Regions from separate parts of the Mus musculus genome. Here all the other regions are linked to region 1. The links are chromatin contacts, called in public HiChIP or PLAC-seq and promoter capture Hi-C maps. All regions are on one chromosome and are shown on one strand. Each heading gives the region's core, a stretch centred on a gene start, on an enhancer-like site or on the middle of the called end of the contact. The rest is flanking DNA. Distances are from core to core; before and after follow the strand shown.

Evidence for each region. Promoter capture Hi-C pulls out the DNA fragments that hold promoters and counts their contacts. HiChIP or PLAC-seq counts read pairs in DNA pulled down with a chosen protein or histone mark.
Region 2: a contact with region 1 is called in an H3K4me3 HiChIP or PLAC-seq map of bone marrow-derived macrophages, with 3 times the contacts expected there. The contact joins the promoter of Bloc1s2 here to the promoter of Scd4 in region 1. A contact is called at or near these places in 9 of 39 promoter capture datasets (the C10 cell line, the HPC-7 cell line, HPC-7-derived erythroid cells and 7 more), 1 of 484 Hi-C or Micro-C datasets (cumulus cells), 5 of 115 datasets of contacts at active chromatin or transcription factors (bone marrow-derived macrophages, embryonic stem cells, fetal liver and 2 more) and 2 of 9 other capture datasets (liver and pancreatic islet).
Region 3: a promoter capture Hi-C map of embryonic stem cells shows a contact between it and region 1, with 2.0 times the contacts expected there. The contact joins the promoter of Pkd2l1 here to the promoter of Scd4 in region 1. A contact is called at or near these places in 24 of 39 promoter capture datasets (the 3T3-L1 cell line, the C10 cell line, the HPC-7 cell line and 15 more), 1 of 15 datasets of contacts at CTCF or cohesin (pro-B cells), 3 of 484 Hi-C or Micro-C datasets (the CH12 cell line, Th2 cells and embryonic stem cells), 1 of 115 datasets of contacts at active chromatin or transcription factors (embryonic stem cells) and 4 of 9 other capture datasets (adipose tissue, liver, macrophages and 1 more).
Region 4: a contact with region 1 is called in a promoter capture Hi-C map of the C10 cell line, with 2.8 times the contacts expected there. The contact joins the enhancer-like site here to the promoter of Scd4 in region 1. A contact is called at or near these places in 7 of 39 promoter capture datasets (the C10 cell line, embryonic stem cells, hematopoietic stem and progenitor cells and 3 more), 1 of 15 datasets of contacts at CTCF or cohesin (the NIH/3T3 cell line), 2 of 115 datasets of contacts at active chromatin or transcription factors (embryonic stem cells and kidney) and 1 of 9 other capture datasets (liver).

The regions. Positions count from the first base shown.
Region 1 is chr19:44,331,628-44,335,662 of GRCm38.p6, forward strand. Scd4 (stearoyl-coenzyme A desaturase 4) reads left to right here and starts at 1,699. Exons shown (of 6, transcript NM_183216.3): 1 at 1,699-1,888; 2 at 2,367-2,634. The coding sequence starts at 1,865.
Region 2 is chr19:44,144,139-44,148,173 of GRCm38.p6, forward strand. It overlaps Bloc1s2 (biogenesis of lysosomal organelles complex-1, subunit 2), which reads right to left and starts at 2,308. Exons shown (of 5, transcript NM_028607.1): 1 at 2,221-2,308; 2 at 1,803-1,919. The coding sequence starts at 2,278. It overlaps Pkd2l1 (polycystic kidney disease 2-like 1), which reads right to left. Exons shown (of 15, transcript NM_181422.3): 15 at 3,499-4,035.
Region 3 is chr19:44,190,133-44,194,167 of GRCm38.p6, forward strand. Pkd2l1 (polycystic kidney disease 2-like 1) reads right to left here and starts at 2,310. Exons shown (of 15, transcript NM_181422.3): 1 at 1,908-2,310; 2 at 1,289-1,402. The coding sequence starts at 2,142.
Region 4 is chr19:44,472,377-44,476,411 of GRCm38.p6, forward strand. No RefSeq gene overlaps it. Among named protein-coding and RNA genes, the nearest start is that of Wnt8b, 19 kb to the right of the region's middle. Within about 2 kb of position 1,960, at least 25 of the 459 cell types and tissues checked have an H3K27ac peak or open chromatin away from gene starts, as enhancers often do.

The DNA.
Region 1 (4,035 bases), core at 449-2,948:
GATCCACCTGCCTCTGCCTCCCAAGTGCTGGGATGAAAAATGTACACCACCATGCCCAGTGCAAACAAGTCTCAATATGGCTGTTAAAATAAAATTGTGGGGTCAAAGCAAAGCAAAGTATGTGGGGAGCCAAAAGGACTGTGGGGTCCCTCGCTGTTTGATAAGAGGGGAAGAGGATGGAGAGGCCAAGGAAGCTTTCACAGAGGGACAAGTTGGTCATGCTTGCCCTCATATAGTCTCCTTTGTGTGTGTGTGGGGGGGAAGTGTACAGGGGAGATGTCTATCTCAGGAGACCCTAGTGAATGCAAATCCCTGCAGTTTGAGCTTCCTCATCCTGCTGTGAATCTACTGAAGACGGCCTGTGAAGTCATTTTGTCTTGGGACTCTAGGCCAGCATCGCTTTCCGAGCAGGGTTTGAGCCTGGGCTCTGGCATCTTGCCTACTATGATCAGTTTCTAGCTCTGTGAGTCACTGGCTCCTGGGACCACAGACAAATTATCTGAGCTCTCTATATCTCAACTTCCTTCTCCTTAAAAACCACAGGTCATGGGTCACGGGGAGACTTTTTAAAAAGTTAGTATTAGCTTTTTTTTTTTTTTTTTAAAGTCATTCCATACCAGCTCAGTCTTCTTATTTCACAGGCAAACCTTTGCACCTCTGCTGCCTGTAAACGCCTGTCTGAGGTTCCCACTTTTTCCTTATAGAAGACTCCCAATTCCCAACCTGATGGGAGAATCTTCAGACCTCCCTGCCTGCAGCAGATGTTCCGGGGGCAGGAACATAGGGAAGTAATTAAATGCTAATGTCTGGAGGTGGTTATCCCCTGTGAAACGAGTCCTATGACTGAGCGTGGGCTCAGACACTCAGCCCTGTGCGTGTGACTGTGTGTGTGAGCTGGTCAGAGCATTCTGCGATTCTGCTGAACATCCTGGGCAGGTGGGTGGGGAAGAGCCGCCACTGGCTTGAGATGCTAAGTAAGAAGGCGGGCTATGCACCTGCTCTTGTCTCGAGATCTGGGGGTGGAGGCCAGTCCACCCCCCCTTACCCCCACCACACCTGATGAGTGGAAAGAGAAGGTGGAATTGTGGTGGACACTGATGAGCTGTCCCCACTGTGCAACTGCCCCAGTGTGACACATTTGCCAAGCACCTGTGTTAGTCCTGGGCTTGAACTTGACTCTCACCCCCCAGATTCACTCTTTTCCCACTTTGTGGACATTTTCTACCCTCTATGAAGCTTGAGAACTGGACCCCAGATTCCTCCAGTCATGATGCTGGCAGAGACCCAGGGTCCACAGAGATGAAACCGAGGAGGTTGGCACAGAGGGCTGTCTGCCAGCGAGATAGCAGATTTCTGGATGCCAGAGCCAGGAAGACAAGAGAGTAACAAATTCCTCTGCTCAGAGCTTGCCAGAGTGCTGAGAATACTCCATCTGTCTAGGAATGGGGACAAAGGTGGCTCTCTCTTAGTGTGTGCAGCATCCCATAGCCTTGCCTTAGGTGAATGTGGGCTTTGCTGGCTGTCCTCCCCTCTCTCGCCTTCAGTCTTTATCTCCTCATGGGGCTGCCTTGACTAGCCAGCTCTGAATTCTTTATCCCTTGTTGGCAGTCATGAAGCACATCTGAACAAATACCAGACACAGTCACCAAGTGCCAGCTCTACATACCCTTTAAATCCTGTGCCTGGAAACAACAACACACAGCAGAACTGACTGGTGACACCTGCACAGTTAGCCGGGCATCAACGCAGTACACACAGCGCACAGTGGGCTCTGGACTCAACGCTTCACCGATCCTCAGTCGCTGCAGACCTGGACCTTGCTCTCTCTGCCTTCACAAGAGGATCTAGGCTTCCAAGGAGCAAGATGACGGCCCACTTGCCACAAGAGGTCAGCTTTTCATCAATGACCCCCTCCCTCTAGCACAGGATCTTTGGTACCAGGTGGGACTGTGCTGACTGGAGAGAGGCCAGAGCTGAGAGCTACAGAGACATCTCAGATATCTTATTAGATTTGTATGACCTTCAAGTGAGGGATGTGGCAGTCATGTTGCCAGTTGACTTTAAAGGAAAGAAAGCTCCCGTCCAGCCAATACCTTTCTGCATGCACATGCATTTTCCTTTGTATGTTGCTTGAGGTATGAATGTTTGATCCCCGTCCCTGCCCCTTCACTGTGAGGTTTGATTGTCAACACATTCTAGGTAGTTTCTGGGAAGTTTTCTCTGCTTCATCTAGCACATCTGTACTCTGTCTTCCTATGATCAGGGCACTGGGGTTTCTGCCTCTACTGCCTTGGCTGTATTACAGGAGGACCCCCCCCTTGCTGTCCTATGTATCTGCTTTTGACTTTCACTTCCTCCCGTTGAAGATCTCCAGCAGGTGTAGCACTACCAACATCATGGAACCCCACTCCCGGAGACAGCAGGATGGAGAAGAGAAGATGCCCCTCCAGGCAGAAGATATCCGGCCTGAAATAAAAGATGATCTGTATGACCCCAGCTACCAGGATGAGGAGGGACCCCCGCCCAAGCTGGAGTACGTCTGGAGGAACATCATCTTCATGGCCCTGCTGCACGTGGGAGCCCTGTACGGGATCACACTGGTTCCCTCCTGCAAGGTCTACACCTGGCTCTTGGGTAATCTCCAAACCCTCCGCCCTGGGCCAGCACCCCATGTCTCCCCCGCCCCCAACTCTTTAATAAGGTAGACTCTGATTCTGAAAAGTAGCCGCTCTCTGTCCAGATTTTTCAAGTTTTCTCTCCACTTTCTGAGATACTGATAACTAGACGGGGAACAGAGCCTCGTGGGATTGGGGTACAAGAGTGTCAGATCTGGGGGGTTCTTTAGCTTGGATGCTAAAGTCTATAAAAGGTGGAGGGATAACTGTATGACAAAGGATTGACAGTCTCCTAAAGAGCTTTTCCGTCCAAAAAGCTTTCTGACTTAGCATTGCCTGCCACAGGAAAACTAGAGCCCTTGCTGAGAGGCATGGGGGCTTAATGAGGGGGTATTTGCTTAGTCGGGAGACAGAGTAAAGTAAGACTATCCAGAGGGGATCGCTGGAGAAGAAGGAATAAAATGGGATTACCAACAAAAAATATTTGTATGTGATTCTGACCAGGACAGGCTTGTTTGCCCCAGAGAAAGATGAGGCAGGTTCCCACACGGTCCAAGTACACTGGTGTAGAGTTCTGCTGCTCCAGGTCCGTCCTGTCAGTTAGCAAGATGTTCTTAAAATGACAAAAATAGAGGGGGAGGGGGGTTTCAGAATTGGGTGACATTCCATTCATTCCCTGGCCAGCCAGTTCCTGCTCTTGTCTCTGGATACCATGTAGGACAAAGGGCCCAGAACCTTCTGCTCTTTCCTCTCTACCTCCACCTCCCCTTGCCCAAAATAGCCAGGCTCAGAGACTGAGAAACCCTGGCCTTCAGACTGTTGTAACAAGAAAGAAGGTTGCCACTGTGTCTCTTCCCTAGCTCAGCAACTTGGGGATCTGTGCGTATGTGCTGATGCAGGGCTGGCCCCTGGACCCACATGTGTGCTTTCAGGTAGATTCGCCTCTGACTCCCAATTCTTAAATCAGGGAGAGAGGAGCAGGCCAGGGCCCCTTGCTACCTTCTGAGGAACGATGAGCCAGAGATCACTCTCTGGAAGGCAGAAGACTTTCTGGTAGCTGCCTCTAGAAGGTAGTGATGTAGAAGTTGGCTGCTGGTGTTGGCCACCCCTGCCCTCCGTCTCTTAGTACCTGCAGCAGGTGAGCTCTGCATTACCTTAAAAGTTCTGTAGGTGCCAGGGAAAATACAACTGAGGAAAAACTCTTTTTTTTTTCTTTCAGGACTACAGTTTTTCCAGGTACCAAGTGGGGGGCAACAGAATTTGCTGTGATTAGGAAGGCCAAGCCATGGTCCTTGGGCTAGTTGTGTGCTTTTCCAGTATTCTCCTAACTTGGATACTCTGAGAGCCTTCTACCCTGCTCGGGTACTGACATGGAGTGCTAAAAGAGGAAAGCTCTCCTGCTCACGTCTTAGAAGTGCTT
Region 2 (4,035 bases), core at 1,058-3,557, 190 kb before region 1:
CACTTAGAAACTTTACAATTTTAAGTAATTATCTAAAAAAAAAAAAAGAAAGAAAAAAATCTACTTAAGGGTGCAAATGTAGCTCACTGGACAAAGCAATCGCTTTGCCTATGCAAAGCCCCGGGTTCAGTGCCCAGCGATTCCATACAAACTGCTCCATTTCCTGAGAAGTCAATCTAGGTCCAGAAGAGGTCCACCAATAAGCTCTTCCTTAGTGATCTTTCTGCGTAGTCTCCATCCCTGCCACCTCACAGGTGGCTCCTCTGCAACGATCAGTCTCAGTTCTGCACTACCACTTGGGTGTTCCAGTAACGGCTACAAACAGCTGAGCCAGAGCTGCGTTTCCCACAGAAACACGGTTCCTCTTGTCAGCTTCCCTATTTTGGTTGTTGGTCCTACCCACACGAACAAGTACCTTAGCCTGCTCAGTACCGGATAAAGTCTACATCTGCATTGTGCTCACGCCCAAACTCTCCATTCTTCTTATCTTCACTCTGCCTCAGATTCCCGATACTTTCTGGACAACTGTTCCTCTTCTCTCTTCCACAGTTGTTCTCGAGGCCATCAAGTCATAATCTCTCTAAAACAAGGGCCACACACTTGGAAGCCAGCAGAGGAATGTGTATGGGTGGAGTAACACAAGTGTTTATATAATAAACACACAAGGAAACCATCATTCCCTCTTCGGAGGAGTGTGCGGAGGAGTGTGCGCCCTCTCAGCCCAGCACTCCCTACTAGTTCTGAGGCACTGGGTCAGACAACTCCATCTCTAAACTACAGCAAATGGAAAAAAAAACAAGAGAACAAGAACAGTGCTAACCAGCAAAGGCCACAAGATCACACTAAAGGACCAGCCAGTGGTGACACAAACCAGATTATCCAGTCTTCTTAAAAGGCTGCAAAACCCTGGTCAAGTAGAGCCCTACTAAGTAAGTTACGATAGACTTCAGAATTTGTGGGGAGAACCCATATATCTGGATTTTTGTTACTTGGTCTCTCTTGCTCAAAAATAAGTGAACGATCAGGCAGAGAAAATCTGCGACTTACAACCCCCCAACTTCTCTACTAAACCTTTCCTCATAGATCCTGGTTCACAAATTGGGCTCACAGAAAAATTTCCTGGGGTGGGGCCTGTGAGAGGGCCCTTGCTACCAAGCCTGAAGATCAGAGCGTGGTCCTCGTGACCTACGTGGTCTAAGAAGAGGACCAACTCTCGAAAGTCGTTCTAAGCCACACACACACACACACACAGAGAGAGAGAGAGAGAGAGAGAGAGAGTAATTTTTTCACAGAGCAGTGAAACAGTATAAGTTCTTATGTCACCCCAGAAGGTCCAGCCTCTGCTTTCTGACTCTGCCTCAGACACAGACACAGATGCAGACGCAGGGACACTGAACTAAAATCTAACCGTGTCCCACGGGTGGGTCAGCAAATCTTCAGACTAACCTTCAGGTTTCATCAAATGCTTGCTTACTCCAGCTCTTTTACTAACTGGACTGTTTCACGTACCCCCCCCCTTCCATTTCCTTCACAACTCTGCTTAAAATATACTTCTCCCCCGGCGGGGCACTTCTGGACTAACAGTGTGGAATTCTTGTTGTTGGCCTTTATGACAAGAGGCCTGCAGATTTGTGTTTCAAAAGTGGTTGGTGTGCTTCCCTGGGGAAAGACAAGGGGGAGAGCGGCTCCTTTCCTCCCATTCAACCATGGACTGACCAGAGGCTGCTAAAGCACCATTCAGATTTCCGTGAAGTCAAATGCAAATACACAGCTGGGATCAGCCAGAAGGGGTTGCGTATCACCTGTCAGTTCCCCAGTCAAATATGTGGCCATTTTGGAGAACATGTCCCGGCAGAGCTCATTGATGTCAGCTTCGGCAGGCTCCTTTGCTTCCTCGGCTGTCTCCACCGCAGCATCATCTGGCAAGGTGTGGGTGGGAGGTGAGGAGTAAACGTCCTATCCCCAGACCTAATCCAGCCAAAGCGGACGGTTCCTAAGTCCCTCCCGACTTGGGCTCCCGCCGCCTTCGTTCTCCTCCTGCCACCATCCCGTCCCTTCTCCTCGCACCCGCCCACCTGAAACGCCAACTCCGTTCCCATGCTCAGGAGCTAGGCTTTCGTCTCAGTGCCCTGACTGCGGTAGACAGGTCCACCGGCTCCTGCATCCGGACCTAGCCTCCCCACCATCAGCCGCCGCATCTCCATCCACACAGGGTAGTACCTCGAGGTGGCTGCTCCTCCCGTCGCGTCGCCGGGACGCCCTCCGCAGCCGCCGCCATGCCCGACCCAAGGCTGCTTCCGGTTCTAAGGGCATCTGCGCGTGCGCCCCGCGGGTGCCCCGCCCCGCCGCTTGCTCACAGCTTCCTTGCTTTGATCGGCTTGCCCAAGTCACACCTCAAATAAGGACCTTTTATCAAAGTCCAAGCATGAAGCTGAAACTGAAGCTAAGGCTATTGCGAATTAGCCCGTTACTGAGATCACAGTACCTGGTTGGCAATGCGTTCGTCCCTGCAGCCACACTCTAGAACGGTCACTTGTGCCAGCCACGGCCTGTCTTGGGTTGTGGACCCATCATAACATGTCAGCTAAAGTTATTGGAGAGAGGTGGCCTCCTCCCCAGACACCAGCACCCTGACATGTTTTGTTCATCAAAGAATTGTTCAGGGATTCGCTTTTACAGGGTGTCTCCCACAAGATTTCGGCCTTGAATCTTCTTTTTTTTTTTTTTTGGTTTTTCGAGACAGGATTTTTCTGTGTAGCCCTGGCTGTCTTGGAACTCACTTTGTAGACCAGGCTGGCCTCAAACTCAGAAATCAGGGATTAAAGGCATGTGCCACCACCGCCCGGCTTTGGCCTTGATTCTTGATGGAATCTCCCTTACCTTTCCCATAGGCCTTGGACTAGTATCAACTCTCTGACTCACATCTCTTGAAGTGCAAGCTAGCCCCTAATGTTTAGTTGAAAGGACCTCTCTTGAAGGAAACTTCCGACGTCACTGACACATAGGTTATCTTGATTATACTTAGTTGTTGCACGCGTCTAGCGGGTTTACGGAATGCTTGGGGGAGGGGGGTGGTGAGAACAGGTGGGGGTGACAGGGATGAATAGAAGGCTCAGTGTGAGGGAATGAGAGTCACTGGAGAGGGGGAAAGAGGTGTGTAAGGGTTTTCAGGATGCAGGCTCCTGAGCATCCAAAATCTTAAGTGTAGAGTTTTTGACTAAGTTTAACTTAGTCTTGGTTATCCTCTAATCTCCTCTCTGAAGACTGATTCTCCCTAGACTGATTCTCCTTCTCTCCACTCCTTTCTATAGGATAATCAAAGTACCCGCCGTTTCAAACATTCCTATGAACCAAGGCTTCTTATTTCAAGATTGCTGGGAGAAGCAACCTCCCTGAGATTGACATGGCCCCCAGTACATTCCAGAGAGTGTACAACAATGTCTTACACTCTTATCCTTCTCTCTTCTCTCAATAGCCCCAGAAGGAAATGCAAAGACGTGGTTTTCTAAAGAATTTTATTGCTAATCACCTTGGAACCTCACATTGTCCTATGACGAAGAGAGCCAGAGACCACCACATATTAGTCCAAAAGATCAATGAATCCTGATAGCCTTTCTGGCTTGATTCCTTCAGGTTTTGTTTGATTCCAGGTTTGAAGTCCCCTCAGTTCCAGCTAGTCGCTGGAACATAAGAACCAGAAGGCAGGCTCCTCCAGAATTCACTGACTTCACCTTTGGAGGGGGTCACTCTTAACTCCTCTGTTGGAATCTCACCACACAAAAATCTTCTTTCCACTACAGCTTCCTTTTCTCTTTTACAGGGAAACCCCATGAGGAAAGAAAGGGAAGGCCTCCTACACACAACCATGCCTGCCAGTGGCAGATATCGTGATGCACACAAAGGGTAAGAGTTACTGGAACGTAGGAAGACATCCATCGCCCACTCTTTGGACTTCTACCTGTTAACTAATCGTGGTTGTCTGAGGTCTTCCGGAGAGTCATTCCCATCTGCTCCTTTTTCTTGTTTGTTGTTGAT
Region 3 (4,035 bases), core at 1,060-3,559, 140 kb before region 1:
CAGGAGTCCAGAATGGACAACAGTGACCAACTCTGGAGAGTTGGAAAACTGCTAACCCTGCTTCAAAGCTTAGGTAGCTGAATGGCAGCTACTTGCACAGAAAGGCTTTGTTTCTGAGCTTTGGCTGTTGTGACAGGGTGTCAGGATTGGAGGAGTGTTCTGCCCTGACAGCTGGTGACCACAGAAAATCGACAAACCAGTCTCTCTGGTAGTCATGTGCTCCAAGAGCTTTTGTCCGATCACCTCTGCCTCAGGTTTCACTGCTCGCTTTAGGAGGGAAAGACTCCAAGAAGCACAGGCTAGGCCCAGCAAGTGCACCTCACCAGCCACCAGAGGAATGCACAGCTATGGCAGGACCAGATGAAGCTTCCAGTCACACCTCTCTTATTAGACCTTCACCCTCACTTGCCAGTGATTTGCGCATCCTAAGAAGCAGAAAGCCAGCCGGGTGTGGTGGTGCACACCTTTAATCCCAGCACTCGGGAGGCAGAGGCAGATGGATTTCTGAGTTGGAGGCCAGCCTGGTCTACAAAGTGAGTTCCAGAACAGCCAGGGCTATACAGAGAAACCCTGTCTCGAAAAACAAAAAACAAAAAGAAGCAGAAAGCCTGGGAAGACAGGATGCTGCGGTGGGGGGTGGGGGTGTGTGTGTGTGCAAGCTTCAACTCTGGTCAGAAACACCAGTTGCTCTATAACTCTTAGCTGAATACGCACAGCATAGGTCCCCTCACCTACAGGCCGAGTAGCATCTGTGTGCTCCAGCTTGCTCACAGCCTACACTGTGGTATTGCTACATCTCTGAACCTGGACATCAAAGCTCCCCAGATAGTGTCCCACACTATTGAACCCCAAACCCTCTTCTCAGAAACTCTCCGAAGCCTGAATCATTTTCTTTCTGGCCCTAAGAAACACGGATCATGTGTTACACAGTAACCAATCACACAAAACCCACTAAATAAAAGAGGGGACCCTCTACCCTTTACAAAGGGTTCAACATTTCCACCGGTCAACACAATACGGTGGCTGCTGGCTCAGTAGTAGGCACTTGGATGTGAAAATCAGGTTACCTAGTAATCTCAGACGAATCTCCTTTTATTAACAATATTTCCACCCACTGGGATTCCTCCATTGAACTCAGTGTGAGAAGCCATAGGAGTTGCTTATTGGTATTTACACAAAATTCCCAGGATCCGCTTGCCTAACACAGATGAATACTGCCTGGGAGGTACAGACATTTTACACACTCGTGCCTCTTACAGGCAGATGGTCACAGGCAGCGGCTACTCACACAGACAGATGTCCACGAGGAACACTATGTATACCACAAGCTCCCTCAGGGTGGTCTTGACATAAAGCTCCCTGTTCTCGGCTGTGTTCTCAGTCAGCGTTGTCCCCCACAGTCCTACGGGCGTAGAAAGAAGCTCTGAGTCCCCAACAGCACATCATTTTAGTTATCCAGCCCTCCCTGTCCCTACCCCATCTCCACTGGTCCTTCCTCACCCATCCTGTAACCCCCGGGACCTGACACCCACACCCCTGCCTCCCTGCCTGCCTGCCTGCCCTCCTACAAAGTCTCTGTGAGAGACAGGGTGAGGTTACTGGGTCAGAGTGAGGCTGTGAACAGGGCAGGCATCTGTTTCAGGTGGGGTGGTCTAGAGCCTCCTCACTTCAGTGTTCCATGAACCACGCTCTCCCACAACTCCTGGATTCCAAGGTAATGACTGTGCTAAGTGAGCTTTCTGGCAGACCAGGAGCCAGGCGTCTGTCCTGGGGCAAGCAATCCTAACACCAGCTAATCAAAGACACCAAGGTTTCTTCTTTGGGTCACTTTTGTCCCCCTCTCAAACCTAAGGTCGTCCCTTCTCTGACTCTAACTCTCCAGGAAAACCTCTCCTTGTGCCCCGTACCTCTGATGCTCCGACAGATATGGAGACAGCAGCTGGACACCAGGGTTCTCTGTGTCTTCTCCTGGCATCTGACTTCTGGCTTTTTGGGTTGAGTCTCAGGGAGAGCCACACTGGAGACAGTGCAGATCCTCAGCGTCCTGTTCGGGGAAGGAGGGTCGCTGTAGGCAGGATTGTCCCAGGCTCTGTTCCCCAGGGTTTGTAGCTCCTGATTCTTGGGGCTTTCCATACTATTCATGGGGACAGGAGGTAGAAACCTGCCACCACAGGTGCCCACTCTCACAGGAGACACAGGGACAAAGACCCAGACTGACACTGGTAGCAGAGAGCCCAGGCAGTATTGTCTAAGAGCAGCTGATCCTTTCAACCTCGGCCTCCTGTCTGGGTGGGGGAGCTGAGCTCACATAGGAGAGGGAGCAGGAAGGATGCAGATGGTCATCAATCCTTCAATGAGCTCTCTCTCTCTCTTTTCTCTCTCTCTCTCTCTCTCTCTCTCTCTCTCTCTCTCTCTCTGACACAAAAGGAATGGAACTATAAGGGGAACTGGAATTGAGAAAAGAAAGGGGTGTGAGGATGTTATGCAGACAGACTAGAAGGATGGGGGAGGGGAGCAGGGGGGTGTGCTAGGGCCAGATAGAACCCGGAGTAGGATGTTCAAATCTCCAACTGTTGAGTTGGTCAAAGGGCAGGGACAACGGGGGAGGAGGGAGGGAGCAGTAGAGAAGCTAGGAGAAGAAAGGGTTGCAGAGCTCTGTGGTGGGTGTGAGCTGATACCACTTAAAAAAAAAAAAGGCTTAAAGGGACTACCATGGATTAGGGTGAGGACCAAGCCCAGGGATGTGTTCCTTGACAGCTCTATCAGTAGTCTCCCAGGCCCTTCAGTGTGCCTCCTTCAGCTGTCCCCTGGTGACTGGAGAAGGAGGCTCCCAGTGTGCCCTTCCCTTAGAGGTCAGTGAAAGACACAGGTGAAGGCAATCAGGCTGTCAGATCTTAAGAGATAGGGTCTCTGCTGGTGACAAGAAAAGGAATGCAGAGTTCCAGGCTGGCTTTCTTTCCCTGACGTTTGGCTTCATGGCTTAATGGTGACACACACCCTTAGAGATGGACCTCTTGAGCATGTGGGGCTGGGTAGGGAAGGCATAACTCGGGGCCTAGGGCAAGGGTGAGGTGACATCTGTCTGTACCAGATGATCTGGTCAATCTTTTCCTGGGACGTGACTTAGCACTAGAACTGTAAGCTTCAGCATAAACTGAGTCCGAGAGCTCTTGGGACCAGCAGCATCCCGTCTTGCTCGCTTTCCTGAATGGAGACTTGGCGTGGACCTCTGGTCACAGTACTGCTTGTGCCCAGCTCTGGCCTTTGCTCATTTGCCCAGGTTTCCCTGTAAGCAAGAGCTGTGGCCCAGAATAGTGCTCCTGCTGAAATGTTGGTAGTTGTTCATCCAAGGTGCTGCAGGGGACTCTTCTAACCAAGGATCTTTGCCTACAGTTACTTTAGCCACATTGGCTTCAAGTCTGCCTTCAAGTTCAGCAAAGCATAGCAGCCTGGAGGAGATCTCCAGCCTCAAGTACTCCCAGAGGAAGAACTTAACCTGGTTTAAGCTCCACCCCCTGATTAAGCCATGTTTCCTAAATCCTAAGACAGGGAAGAAAGGTCATGCTCCCTGAACCTGTGACATGAATTTCTTGGCCAAGGCCAGGACACTGGAAAGGATTGACTCTCTCCATGGTCTGACCCTCCCTAGAAGGACAAGTGTCCATCTCTCCGCTGTTCCAGTCAGTGAGATCCACTGCGGTGCCAGCTTTCCTTGGAGAGAAGGGCGAGAAGCTGGGCCGGGGGGAAGCATCTTGCATTGGATCAGCTGAGCGAGGAGGGAGCCAAGAGCCTTTTAGGCAATTGCACAAGGACTCCAGACTTCTATCTAACTTTGGACCCTGAGGTGGAGTCAGGAACAGGGTGACAACAGTGTGGTCCTTGATAAAGCAAAGGGAGGAGCATTCAATGGCTTCCCAGTCCCTTGGGCAATCCTGAATTCTGGAGGAAGCCTGAGATCAGCTGAGAGAGGTCTGAGTGGACCTGAGGACACTCCTCCTCGCGTGACAAGTCTCCTCATGTGACAGAGCTCCAGGC
Region 4 (4,035 bases), core at 710-3,209, 140 kb after region 1:
CAAACACATATGCATGCACATAGGTGAAATAAATACACATACCTAAAAAAATAATAAAAATAAATCTTAAAAACCAGTGAACTTTCCCCTCACCCAGTTAGGATGGCTGTTATCAAAGAGACAACACAACAAAACAAACCTTCCCCTTCAAAAAAACCAATAAGACAGTTGTTAAAGGGAACAGTAACTCTAACAGTCATAAAAACAATCTAGAAATTTCTCACAAAACTGAATATAGAAGCCATAGGCATCAGTGACCCCACAACTGGTATAAGTTCAAAGATGGTGGCATTGTTACCCCCAAAAGACACTTGTGCTCCCATGGTGATTACGGCGCTGTTCACAATGATAAAAGTGTGAAATCACCCACACGCCTTTCAGAGGATGGGTAGAGTTTGAAATGTGGTGTATGCAATGGTGTATTAGTCAGCCACAAACAAGAATGAAGACCTGTGACTTGCAGCAACACAGGTGGAACCGGAGGTCATTGTGTCAGATGCAATAAGCCAGACACAAAAAGTTCAAATACAGTGTTCTCGGAAACTATTAAGTTAATCTTTTATAGGATGGAATCATATTGACTCAAGGATAACATTTCCAACATATAAAAATAACCAGCGTTTGGGCCAGCCAGATGCTCAGTGGGTGGTCGCACTCGCTATTTATGACCAGTGACCTGAATTTGACCCTCAGGTCACACACAATGGAAGGAGAGAACCAACTCCCACATTATCCTCTGATCTCTACGTATGTGCCATGCCTATTACACTGCCCACACACACACTCACAGAGTAAATAAAGTAATTTAATAATAACTTTAAAGGATAACTCATGTTTGAAGAGAAGGAAATGTTTACTATCCCGATTGATTATTATACATTGTATGCATTGAACTGCCATAAATTACCAGTTGTGCTGTATAAAGATATACAAATACTATGCAGCATTGAAGTGTCTTTAATTAATTAAAAAAAACCCAACCAAGTAGTTGAGTAGACATTTATATATTCTCTATTATATAGTCATTCTGGGTGTATTGATTTCGCTGAGTCACTAATCGTGCCATTGATAAGAGTGTGTCCAGGAGCAACCATCAGAAATGTAAAATGGGAGAGGAAAGAATTTTACCAGGTGGGGACCAATTAAAACATGTGTAATTAAACCAGATGTGGTGGTGCTTGCCTTTAATTCCAGCAGAGGTAGGTGTGTCTCAGAGTTCAAGGCTAGCCTGGTCTACATAGTAAGTCCCTGGGACCGCCAGAGCTACATTAAGGAGGGAGAGGGGGAGAGGAGAGAAACCTTACTGGAGCTGGAGAGATGGCCCAATGGTTAAGTGTATTACTGCTCTTGAAGACGAATGGTGTTCCGTTCCCACACTCATAAGCAGCTACAACTGTAACTCTAGTCCCAGGGTATGTGAGCATTCTGGCTTCTGTGGGCACATGCATGCACTTGGTACTCATAAGCAAATGTGTCTTCACACACATACAAATCAATAAAGGCAATAATAAGCCTTAGACAAATACCCTCAACAACAACAAAACAACAAAACCAGTACTATTGTGACCCAACACTGTCCTACCAACACAAACCTACCTGTCACAGTGTTGAAATATCACTAAAAGAGAAGCCTAATGTGTCAAGTAATGTCTGACCCATGTACATATTAAAAAAGAATTCTCTCGAAGAAGTGTCTGTCAGACTTGTATTTAGAAAGCCACCCAGAACACCAACCATGACAGTCAATTAAGTTCAACTTCAAGACAAGGCTAGCTCCCGCCTCAGCACTTAGTCTCTTCCAGTTTATTCTAGTTTCACAACGTGGATGACTGAGGTTTCAGACACAGATCTCCAACCCCATGTCCTTTCCATGGAGTTCTCCTCAGGCACCCATGACCTCCAGACAGTCCCTACGTAGACATGTAGGGACGTGCTGCCCCCTGCAGGACACGTGGGCACCTGCAGCCTCTGGATCTACTAAAGTGCCATCCTGCGACGTGCTTGGCGCTGTAGTGTTTGTTCCTTTCCACTGTGCGGCGCTGCTGTTCCGAGTGTTACTGTCCTCCCTGCAAGGGGCAGGAAAACTTCATGACTGCAGGAACCAGGCATAAAAAGGCATAAACAGGGAGGTAGGAAAAGGGGGAGATCACAGAAAGAAGCTGGCAGGCTATTTATGTCCACTGGCTTTCCTTAGAATCCTCCTCATCTGGTCCTTTCCATGAGGAAAGCCACCCCAACTCTCAACACCCCTTTCTTGGGATGCTTCCAAAAGTTCCCAAACCTGGCTTCCAACACAATCGCCAAGGGAAATCTCTTACAGACTTCCAGATTGCTTCCCAGGAAAGTCTGACTCCTAAATGTGGGGAGACATTCGGTCACCATTCCCTCAGATCTCACCAGATGTTGTTGTTGTGTGGTTTACAAAGAAATAAGAGAGCAGAGGCAATCTTAAGGGGCTTGGCCCTTGTGGGACTCCGTGAACTCCCTTTTCTTAGTTCAGTAACAATGAACAGAATTCTGCTGTATGCTCTAGGGATCTGCATGCCCAGGGCAGCCTGCTCAGTTTCCTGAAGCCCATTTAGTGAGTGGCCCTGTGACCCACCTTGTCATGGATTCCAAGAACCAAGCTGCAGTGTCCCCTTTCTTCAGTGTACTGAGAGCGTCCTAGGGAGGGAAACAGGACAGGACCTGGCTGTCCTCAGCATCAGTCAGATCTGGGTTTGTGTCCTGAATTAACATTTTCCTCGCTGTGGGATGATTTAAAATGTCTCCTAATGTTTCCTGTTCCTGACAGCAAACGGAGACAGTCACCTGCCTGCCTCCGAGGCTGCTGTAAGCCTTAAATGTGATCCTGGTCTCTACTGAGCACCCAGGCTGCCCATGGTGTCTAGCAAGTGTCAGCTCTTCCCAGCAGTGAGAACAGCCTTACTGCTATCTCTTCAATGCTGCTCTCTTCAATGCCCTCCACTCCCGTGAACCCACAATGCGCATGGGGTTTTATGCCCTGTTCTGAAGACAGCTGCTTGGCCTCAGCACCAACATCCCATGAAGAAAAGAAAGCCAAGAAGTGTCCGACCTCTGGAGACTCAAGGCTCTTGGACAAGCGCACAGGGTCACTAGGCACTTTTCCATAGCAGGACTTAAGCCAAATGGTCTGCACTTGTTCCTGTAATATACGGGAAAACTCACAACTATGGCCTTCTTCCCTCCAGCCTGCAGTTGCTAACAGAACAGCCCAATGTTACCACACAATTCCTCAACTTCTGCGTCTTTCTTTTCTTCATAAAAAAACACAATGTCCTTTGTATCACCTTAGCCATTTTAAGTGCTATATATCTGTGTAGTTGTGAAACAATCTATCCTACTTCTTTTATCCTTGAGTCGGCTCTCTTTCCGCATCTTACTTCCTTGTGATGGCGCCTGGCATTCAGACTCAGCATCTCTGGCATCCATCCTTGAATACTTCCATCCCTCTGACTAACACTCATTGGTTCCACGGCATTCTGTGGGCCGACCCATTACTCCCTGTGCAGTTCCAGCTACACCATTCTAATCTAGATCCTTATTATTTCTGATCTGTGCAGTGCAAGAGTTTTCTCGGTGATTTTCCTGTCTCACTCTTACTCCAATCTTTATTTTATCCTGGGTCAAGGAGCGAGGCATGGCAGGAATCGATCCCAAGACCGCGCCAATGCAAGTTAACCTCGTCCATAAATGCTTTTGATCATGACGTCCCTTCATTCATAAACATCTTCACTGAAGCTGGTCGTGGTGGCACAGGCCTGTTACCTCAACCTTCAGGAGCCTGAGGCAGGAGAAGTAAAAAGTTCAAGAACAATTTGTCCTACACAGTGATACGAGGCCAGCCCTGGCTACATGGCAAGACTGTGTCTCAAGGAGTTAGACATGTGGCTCAATAATTAAAGGCACTTTCTGTTCTTCCAGAGGACCTGGATTCTGTTCCCAGCACCCACACTCACAACTATCTGTAGCTCCAGAATTACAGAGTGCACATAAAATCATGCAAGCGTTGTA